Linked DNA regions of Zea mays: region 2 is linked to region 1. The links are chromatin contacts, called in public Hi-C maps. All regions are on one chromosome and are shown on one strand. The core of a region is the stretch at or near the end of the contact, and the rest is flanking DNA. Distances in the headings are between cores, read along the strand shown. Region 1 overlaps LOC100274222 (DNA repair protein RAD23). Region 2 has its middle 51 kb from the start of LOC100191990.

What was found. Hi-C and Micro-C count contacts between places; a contact is called where the count stands out from the background.
Region 2: a Hi-C map of endosperm shows a contact between it and region 1, with 1.6 times the contacts expected there. The contact joins two enhancer-like sites. A contact is called at or near these places in 4 of 25 Hi-C or Micro-C datasets (bundle sheath, endosperm, leaf and 1 more).

Annotation. Positions count from the first base shown.
Region 1 is chr9:34,237,624-34,242,366 of Zm-B73-REFERENCE-NAM-5.0, reverse strand. LOC100274222 (DNA repair protein RAD23) reads right to left here. Exons shown (of 12, transcript NM_001148593.1): 12 at 3,382-3,691. The coding sequence ends at 3,566. LOC103638229 (a long non-coding RNA gene) reads left to right here. Exons shown (of 3, transcript XR_558633.4): 3 at 560-939. Among protein-coding and RNA genes, the nearest start is that of LOC103638229, 4.7 kb to the left of the region's middle. Within about 2 kb of position 2,611, at least 14 of the 20 cell types and tissues checked have an H3K27ac peak or open chromatin away from gene starts, as enhancers often do. A contact at or near this core is called in endosperm, leaf and leaf mesophyll, where this site is marked.
Region 2 is chr9:34,429,948-34,434,755 of Zm-B73-REFERENCE-NAM-5.0, reverse strand. No RefSeq gene overlaps it. Among protein-coding and RNA genes, the nearest start is that of LOC100191990, 51 kb to the left of the region's middle. Within about 2 kb of position 2,330, at least 14 of the 20 cell types and tissues checked have an H3K27ac peak or open chromatin away from gene starts, as enhancers often do. A contact at or near this core is called in endosperm, leaf and leaf mesophyll, where this site is marked.

The sequences.
Region 1 (4,743 bases), core at 1,362-3,861:
TGCTTATGCATGGTTTATTGATACTTGCTTTTTGAATCGGATCCGGTTAAGTTAGAATAAAGTTGATATTATTCTTAGTGTTATGTCAACATCTAGTATTTGTTTATGAGTGTTGTGTTACCTTGTTAGCAAATGTTTATTTTTATATTGTATAGTCTTGGGGAAATTCGATCATATGTGATGATGCGATGCTTGTTTAGTTGGTATGCTATGCATAATAGTTTAGTGGAGTAATTCTAAAGTTACTTGACATGCTATTGTTTGTTATTCTAAGTCCTAGGTATCCTAGATTAATGAATATATGTTTTGTTAATGTTCGGTGTTATTCTTTAGCTAAGGAGGGCATAGAACGTATGTATGGCTGTTGTTGCCAGATGTTTGAATTAGGTCCGAGTACCTGGAAGATCAAGATTGTTGTGTTAGAGAGTTAAAAGTATTTAGTGTTTTCGTATTAGAATTGTGATGCCTTGCTATAAGCGTTTGATATACTTCGGGTAATATTACCTATCTTGTGCTATTTTTATCTGCATTCGTTCATGTGCATCACACATTTCATTAGGTACACTAGTTGATCACGTGATGTGGAGGACAAGAACCGAATTGATCTCAAAGTGATGCTGGTCGATGAACCTAACGATGGATGATTCGATCGAGTGCTAGGACGGGAGATGGTCGTCAAGCGAGTATCATCTAACAACATTAACATAGTGTTTTATCCTAGGCAAATCTCGGTGCATTCACCTCTTTCCTTGTTGTTTACCAAAATTTTATCATCTTATATGATGCATTACGATCGTGCTGAGGGCTAGATGCACAGCAGTGGGCGACTCATCGCGGACTCACTATGACTATCATCATTGACTTGTACATCATAATGATATACTCGATCCGTCCAAGACTGGACTATCTATTTTAAGTGTTAAAGTAGTCCAAGGATAATCTACCTATTCTTTGTGCTGCATGTTAACTCCTTGTTACATGCATGCACGCATGCTGCATAGGAGTCGTTGGGATGACTCCTCCTTGCATACATATGTCCATATGATTGGTTAGCTGCACCGTCTCGTCCCATGTCACCACGTGTGTTGACTTTATCTGAGTTTGTGTTTGGTTGGTTGCACGTGTGAAGCGCAGGCTGCATGGACAGACGCAAAATAAGTTATGTTAGCTGCATCCACACGTACGTCTAAAACGGACGTACGCGGTTGGCCAGGCTCGCGCGAGATTGTACGTGTGGGTACAGTCATCCAATCAGGCGAACAATTAATGATCTTGTACACAGTAAAACTAGAGTACAACTTCAGTTCTGGTCTCCGGCTCGGCACTTCCCATCCACTAGAAGAGAATGGGAAGAGGTACATGTGCAAGTGGAAGAGGCGACTTATATGGGCCTGTTTGGTTTTCGGACGGAGACATCCTGGCTTGTGTCTTCGTGACCTGGCTGATCTAGAGCAGGTTTATGTGAGCCAGGCTCCAGAGAAACGCAAATAAATCCTGTATCTTATGAGCCAAGCTCACTTATCAGTTTTGCATCATCTAAGCCAGGTCCAGCTATAAATGCAGTCATCCAAACAAGCATAACTTGTATCGCTAGAGCCAGGCTGGAGAACCAAACACGAGAACGTATAAAGATGTTGTACCTCCGGAGCCGAGTTCGGTCTCATCAGGGTAACCAATCAGGCCCTATATGTACGTTGTGGGCTGAAAATTTCTGAAACGGTTGTTGCGCATGATTTGAGTGGGATATAGGTAGATCATCCTTGGATGGAGGGAGTATATACCTATCCAGAATAATGGTCATGCTGAATAGAGCAACTATAATAAAGTGTATATGCGGGCTCTAAGAAATGTAAAGGCTTCTACTGTTCTCTTGGCTTTAATCCAAAACAGCTTCTACTGTAGAAGTTGTTTCTACAGTGTTTTGTCTCTATGGATTATAGATGCAGCAGCCCGAACAATTGATTTTAATCTGATTAGAGCAAGTATAATAAGGTAATATAATCAGGCTGCAAAAGGTGTCATATTACATATATTAGATTTATAGTGATATGAAAAAAGAGATATAGAGAGAAGAAAATATGCTATTCACTAGTAGATAAAGGTGATCTGTTAAAGACTCCAAAACACTATGAGATAAAGTATGAGATAAAGAGGTGGATACAATATTAAATGTACGACTTATATTCTTATATTATAAAAATAGTTATTATATAACTAATATTTTAATTGGTTACATGTGACCTTGCGACGTTATAAAATATATACTATACACTGTATTATTAACGGGCGCGCCGTTTCGTGGATGAATAATTTAAGCCTGGCGTGGCTATTCAGACTTGACTCGTGCTTGGAGTCGTGCTTGGAGTAGCACGTTTAATATAAACATGGAAACTGAACACGGGACCTTAGTAATCAGTTCGTTTTGCTTCTGTGTGGTTAATTAGTAATATGAATAATCTTATGTTACAAAATCTGTCGTTTGATGATCGCTTGGCCAGACGCATATTCAACTCATGATGTCTTGCTCGTCGGGACTCGGGACATCACCCACGATGCAATCATACAGGTAGGTACACGACGAAACCTAACCTTTTTGCAAGAGGGCGGTGCAGTTCCGTTCCAACCAATGCACGGAGACTTCTACTTCTACATGATGGATTGCATAACCAAGTTATGCCTTCCTTCCTCGAATACGAAAAGATACCCTTTAATATCGTGACAGTGAAACCAGAATAATTATATCACGGTTCAGTTCCGCATCTTCGCAAATTATAACGTAAATAGCAACGATAATAATTTACACTTAAAGTGAGGCGATAAGTTTGAATAGGCCAGTATCAAATTCTAGTGTGATATGTAATTGTGATTAAACTTAAATAAACATGGTTTGACATTATCTACTATCTATCACGTTATAATTATGTGAAACAAACAGCACCACAATGTTAGACTGCATAAGCCATCCTTATCGAAGCAAGAGGCAGGAGGGAAACAGCAAACTTTTGGCTTCTTTCTCAAATAAAAGAGAGCTGTCGCTGTCGCCTTCTCTTTCAAGGATGCTGGTTTGAATATATTTTTTCTGATATCCGTCCACCGCTTATAGACAAGCTCCATAGATGTGTGTTCTCCACAAAAGTAATAGTCCCTTAATTTCAAATGTAAATTATTTACCAAATCGTAGATCATTTTAGCTTTTATAGATTCTTAGTTTTACAATGCACTATACTTTATGTATATTATATATTATAGAAAATCCAAAACGCCCTAAAACTCATAATATTGATACAATGCAACAATACGCCAGGAAAAAGAGCAAAGAAAACAAGTGAGCAATCGAATCCTTCCCTCCAAACCAAAGGCCACGATTTGACAGGCTTTCATACACGGTGTAACGCTTGATATTGAATTAATATGTACTTAGAAAGCATTCCGAACAAATATATATGGAAATAAAAGATAGTCAGCAGCATAGCATAGACGACCGAGTATCTCTCGTCAGGCAGAGGGCATAAGAACGACACTCGCTGTTCTGCAACTGCCTCGGTTTCCTCCATCCACCCCACGTCTATTGCTGCTGCTCGTCAAACTCATGGCCATGATCCAGGAGGTAGTTGGCTGTAAGCTCTTCGTCCTTGTTGCATGCAAAGAAAACTTCTAGCACAAGCTCACGGTTGAACCCCATTCCCTCGAGCTGTTCAGGAATATAATAATGTAAGTAGAAAAAATACAGTAACCAGGAGCTCAGAGTTTGGAATATGGGCTAGGGGTGGTAATGGGTCACGGTTTAAATGTTTGTTTCTTCACAATAAGTTAGTTAGGACACTTAAATAATTTTAGTTTAAAAATGAAAAAGAACATAGACCGATCCTAATTTGATTCGATCATTAAATTTAAATTTTATAGTGTAAAATCTAGAGGCCATTACCACCGCTAAGTACGGCATAACAAGTGCCCCTTGTTCAGGGGCAGATTGGCAAAATGTTTCATGCGATCCATACCAGCTCTTACGGCTGTCGGCAGCAGTTGTGTAGATTTACACTGTAGATTACACAGTTTACGGAGTTAAGTTTAAAATAAGAGAGATAGGGATGGGATAGCTTCTAGAGACAGCCTAATGGTGGCAGCAATTCTATCCAACTACGCAGATTTCAGTGCACCATTCATCTCCACTCAGATCCTCTCGAATTACGTCATAGAAGCAAAGAAAACTGAGGCAAAGCTAAACTATTCCAAATAGATTTGAAAATTGTGCTCTTCAATTACTCCCTTTATTCTAGATTATAAGATGTTTTGGCTTTTACAGATTCATAGTTTTTGCTATGCACTTGATAGTGTTTGACTAAATACATAGCAAAAACAATGTATCTGGAAAGCCAAAAGGTCTTAAAATTTGGGAGGGGGTAGAATAGTAGCTGCATCTAGAATTTGCGACTACCAAGTTAAAATAGAATCTGTATTTAGGATTTGTGTCTAGCACTAGAAATTTGGAACAATACCTGAGGCCTCAAGAATAACTTCAGAAGTAATGTAAAATTACACTTATAAAGCAGAGGCATAATGTAAAAGTACTATGGTTATCTTGTCTCACAATTACATTCTGCCTAGCCATTAAATTTGTGTTGCAACAAAAGGACTGTACTTTCATTAACATGCAAACATGAGCAAATTATCTGGAAACACATAGGTCAAGACAAAAGGAATATTTAAGATGAACTGCAAATAACACAATAAGTTATAAAAGAG
Region 2 (4,808 bases), core at 1,081-3,580, 190 kb before region 1:
TAGCTCCTATCGCTCCACTTAGGATACAACAGAAGTGGAGCGACTACGAGAAGAACTTAGGCAACATTAGGAGGGACAAAGGGCCCAGGAGGAATACTTAAGGCAAGTTTAGCAACAACAAGTCTAATATGATGTTCGGTTTCAACAACAGCAAGCACTCCTTCAAGTGAGTTTGAAAGATAATAGTTTTCACTTTAAGTTATGTATTGATTTGAAACACTGACATGAATGGACTCAGCAATTTTGTAGTAACTAGCACAAGATCAAGAGATACCGCTCCTGGTGCCCCCACCTCCACCTTCCATATAGTTTCCTTGGCCTTCACCCGGACATCAGGTATGTGAATTCATCATCATTTAAGGAAGACCTACTTGATGTTATATTATGGTGTAACCCGATGAATGTCATTTGCACAGATAAATCAAACCCTCCTCCACCTACCTTACGGGCACAGGAAATAGATGACAACGATGGCTTTATCAATATGTTATTTTCCAATGGAGGTAGCGGACATAACTCGTCACAGTTCCTCGATGATGATTGGTGGCAGTGATCTTGCATTCGATGTTGTTTTCGATGTTTGTTTTGTGAGACTTGAGACTTTTGTGACTTGCATTTTGACTTATGAGATCGAATTCGACACTTTATGAAATGAGATGTTATTGTGATGAATTAGATGATACTATGGTTATCATTGTTATTGTTGTTATGCTAATTGTATGTGAGATGCTATATATGAAATATGGTGTATATTGATTTGCGGTGTGGCTGTGATTATCTATGAAAATATTGTGGAATGTGGTGTATAGTGAAAATGAAACAACATTTGTAATGCTAGTAAATTTAACTTTCTACGGCCATAACTTCCAAAAGGGAATATAGAGGCTATCAGAAGTTATTGGACTGATGGTGTCAGCCATGCGAACGGCGTCGGGCACCTAGTAAGTTCTGAGAGGTACTGTTGTCCATCAGAAGTTAGCTAACTTCTGAGACGACGTCTAACTTCTGAGAGAACAGGGACATATAACTTATGACGGCCTAGGCTCTCGAAAATTAAGTAGTTTCCTGTTGTGAGAAGATCGACGTCGAAGCGCCCTGGTGACCGTGAGCGAAGACGAAGGCGTTCGCGAAGGCGCACGGTTTGTCAGAGATGGCGACAACAGAGGCTGACGATGATCGGGGACGACAACGGCGGAGTGCCTACATATTGATCAGTGGAGAGATGCGACGATGGTGGAGTAGTGAAGAACATAGTGAAAAAACGAATAGAGGGAAAGCTTTTACATTAGTACCGATTGGAACCGTTAACCAGTACTAAATTTGCTGACAATTAAAACTGGTACTGAAACTGTAAGATGACTTTGTTTCCTTAATTTCAGTACCGGTTCTTAAGGATATGTATAAACTAAATACTATGTTGCGGTTCTTCAAGCACTATATACATATAAGAAACTCATTCGCACAACCCAATGTGTCTAAACCTTATATTTTATTAACTAGAACCCTTAAGATACAACTCATTAATTTAGGTTGTATGGGTGGAACCAAATCTTAGATACGGAAAACCGTGCTAGAGTCGTTCCTTTAACAAGATATGTCTCTTTTTTTTGCACTTATCCTCTTAGATAAACCTTAAGGCCTCCTTTGGATTGTATGAAATTTTTCTGTTTCCTGTATTTTTCCTATAAAAATGAAGTAATTCATGTTAAATTTCTTATGATGTCTATGAAATTCATGAGTTCCGAAGGAGACTAAGTTATTTATGTAGATTGTACTTAAAAAACAAATTATTAAGGATCGAAAACGCTGTGTTTTCCGTAGTGCGATGGTAGCCGCCAACAAAGGTACATCGCGACAAAAGTGATGGTAGCCGTGTAGCGATTACTGACCGTCTGTATGCGTACGATATGCATTCGAAAGTTTTCTTTCTTCCCCCACCTCTTTTCACATTTCCGAAAGGGGTAGCCGACTTTCGACAGTATCTGATGGCGTCGGGGCTCAGATCTCCACCACAAATAGCACTACAAATTTTACTTGATTTCGCAAGAAAACAATCTAGTGAATGAACTGACTAGTCGCATATTGTATAGGACTGTAAATTGAAACTGATTTGTCTAGGATAGGAATATTTGGCCCTTAGATTTTGCGTCAAAAGGTCGTGCAGCACACGGAAAGTCGTGGACAGGCAGGATGCTGCATGCCCGCGCGGCAGCCGGTTGTCGACGTGTCGTGCACTCTCGCTGAAGGATTGCACGCGCCGTGGTCCGTGGACGGCGACGTGTCGCGCGTCGTCTCCGCCGTCCCTCTCGGGAGAGCACGCACATCAGTGGTCGCCGAGCATGCAGCCGGCTGGCCTCACAGGACATCCGCGGTTCGATCAGGCCTGTGGTGCATGCGCAGTTGCGCACGTCGTCTTTCCATGCGAGAAAGCGCCCGTTTCGGCGGAGTCCGGCGAGCTGGAACCGGGTGCAGGAATCAATCATATCTACTCGATCCGGCACAGCCAGCTCACAGGATGCCAGCACTGCACGTGTGGACGGGATGGAACAGACGAACAGTCAACACAGTATACATTACTAGCCTAGAGGGGTGAATATGCTACACCTGAAATTTTTCACTAAAAACTTCGAGATAGGTTAAATTAAAGTTGCACTGTTGCAAACCGGATCAGTTGATTTTGATTACAACTGAACAAGTTTAAACCTACTCAACTTAGATTACATAATCTGTTAAACAAATATAAAGTAGTGAAGAATTTTGCTAAAGACTTGCCCTACACAAAATCTACTCGAATATATAATATGAACCAACCAACGAATTTAAAGTGCTTAACAACAACACACAAGAACACGCAATATAACCCGAGGTTCGGCAACCACCACAAAGGTGTCATACTCCTCGTTGAGGAGCCCACAAAGGGCCGGGTCTTTTTCAACCCTAATCCTCCACAAGCCGACCACAAAGGTCAAGGCAATCTTTTCTCAAATATGCTTAAAGAGCGGGTGATACAAACTTCTTGGGGTCGTCCACAAATTTGGAGACTCCCAAGCAACCTCTAACCGTCAAGGAGCACAAGGTTCCAAGAGTAACAAATCCGCACAAGGTTAAGTTTGCAACGAGCTCAAGAACAAAGAGAATAGGAGAATCGAGATGAAATTAACAGCGTGTTAGATCGAGTTCACCTCACACCAAGGGTCCTTCAAATGATTGAAGGAGATGCGATTGCGGGTGTGAGAGGTGAAATGAATGCACTTGTTGAGAGTTTGGTCAGCCAAGATTTCGTGGGAGAGGCAGAAGTAAATAAGAGAGAGAGTGTGTGGGGGGGTATATAAAGGATCCCCCAAAAGCTGGCAGCCGTTGGGAGAAAGGGGTAAAAACTGGTTGAACCGGTTTTCAGACCGGTTGAACCGGTTTCCACCAGGAAGATCCCGGTTCACTAACCTACTCAGCCGGAGACTCGACCAGATTCAAAACCGGTTGAGCCGGGAAAAAATCCGGTTGAACCGGTTTTCCCAAAAGATCTGCAACGACTTTTCTGACAGCTCTGACTGTCAGACAGATCAGAGCAGGGATGGCAGAGGAGCAGTCCTAAAACCGGTTGAACCGGTTTCAGGACCGGTTGAACCGGTTTCCAGGGCTGAAAACCAAGTTTTGAATATTTTGAAGAGAACAAAGGTGGAGTTTTTGTGGGAAGTAAAAATGGTTTTTCTCAAGGGCATTCATGATCTGGAAAAATGTTCTCGAAGATGTTTTCAAAGGATTTTGAACTTAGCTCATTGCATAACTTACTTAACCATTGCGGATCCCTCTTAATTGCACGACGATTCCTATAACTCAAGAATTATAAATTGAGCACTGCCGATGTTTCTAAGCACTTGGAGCACGCCATTTGATGTAGAATTTTAAATCCGCTGTGCTTTCTATTTTTATGCTCGTAAGATCTGTGCTTCTCCTGTCTATAGAATTACCGTGTACATGCTAGGAGCAAACTTATTAGAATCTCTGTTTGTTTTGTCATTTAATCACCAAAACCCTCAATTTGGGTTGATTGCACTTACAATCTCCCCCTTTTTGGTGATTGATGCCAAAACAAACTAGAGTAGAGATAAAAATTAAAAATTACGAATACTTGCGAGATAAAAGCATTTGTGTATGTGTTGCTCCCCCTAATTATGTGCATGAGTTTTGTGATATTAATATTGACTTGATATGTCAATTTGCAACATATTTAGAGAGAGTGAACAATCAACACCTTACACAAAACAATGAGGGATGTAACACAATTATAGAGTGTGATGATAGAAAGAGTAAAATTATACATACAAGCTCATTATTGCATAGCATAAGATATGAAAAGTTACTACTGCTATTACAATAATGATATCACATCTCATCACATCATTAAAAAAGTTTATGGCTTCGGAGCCATGCATCACAAGATAGACTAATAATAATTATTACAAACCGATGTTTATTACATAAATAAAAGGTACTGCCAAAATAAGAAACCTTCTCCCCCTTTTTGGCAACAAGAACCAAAAAAGGAGAGAGCCACCAACACAAAGATCACCAGTTAGGAGGAGGCTGATGCGGAGCGAAGAAATGGTGCGCTAGGTGAGATGCAAAGTGTTCTTCCCCAGACTGATCCGGGGGAGGAGCACTTCCAGAAGGATCCTGGGCGGAGGGTGTGAGGATGATTGACCCGGATTCCCTTAGTAGGGAGGCGGGGCAAACTGCTCGCGATCATCAAAGTAGGCTTCTTCTTCTTCTTCGTCGTCTGCTGACATAAAGGGCACCCCGTAGGCCTG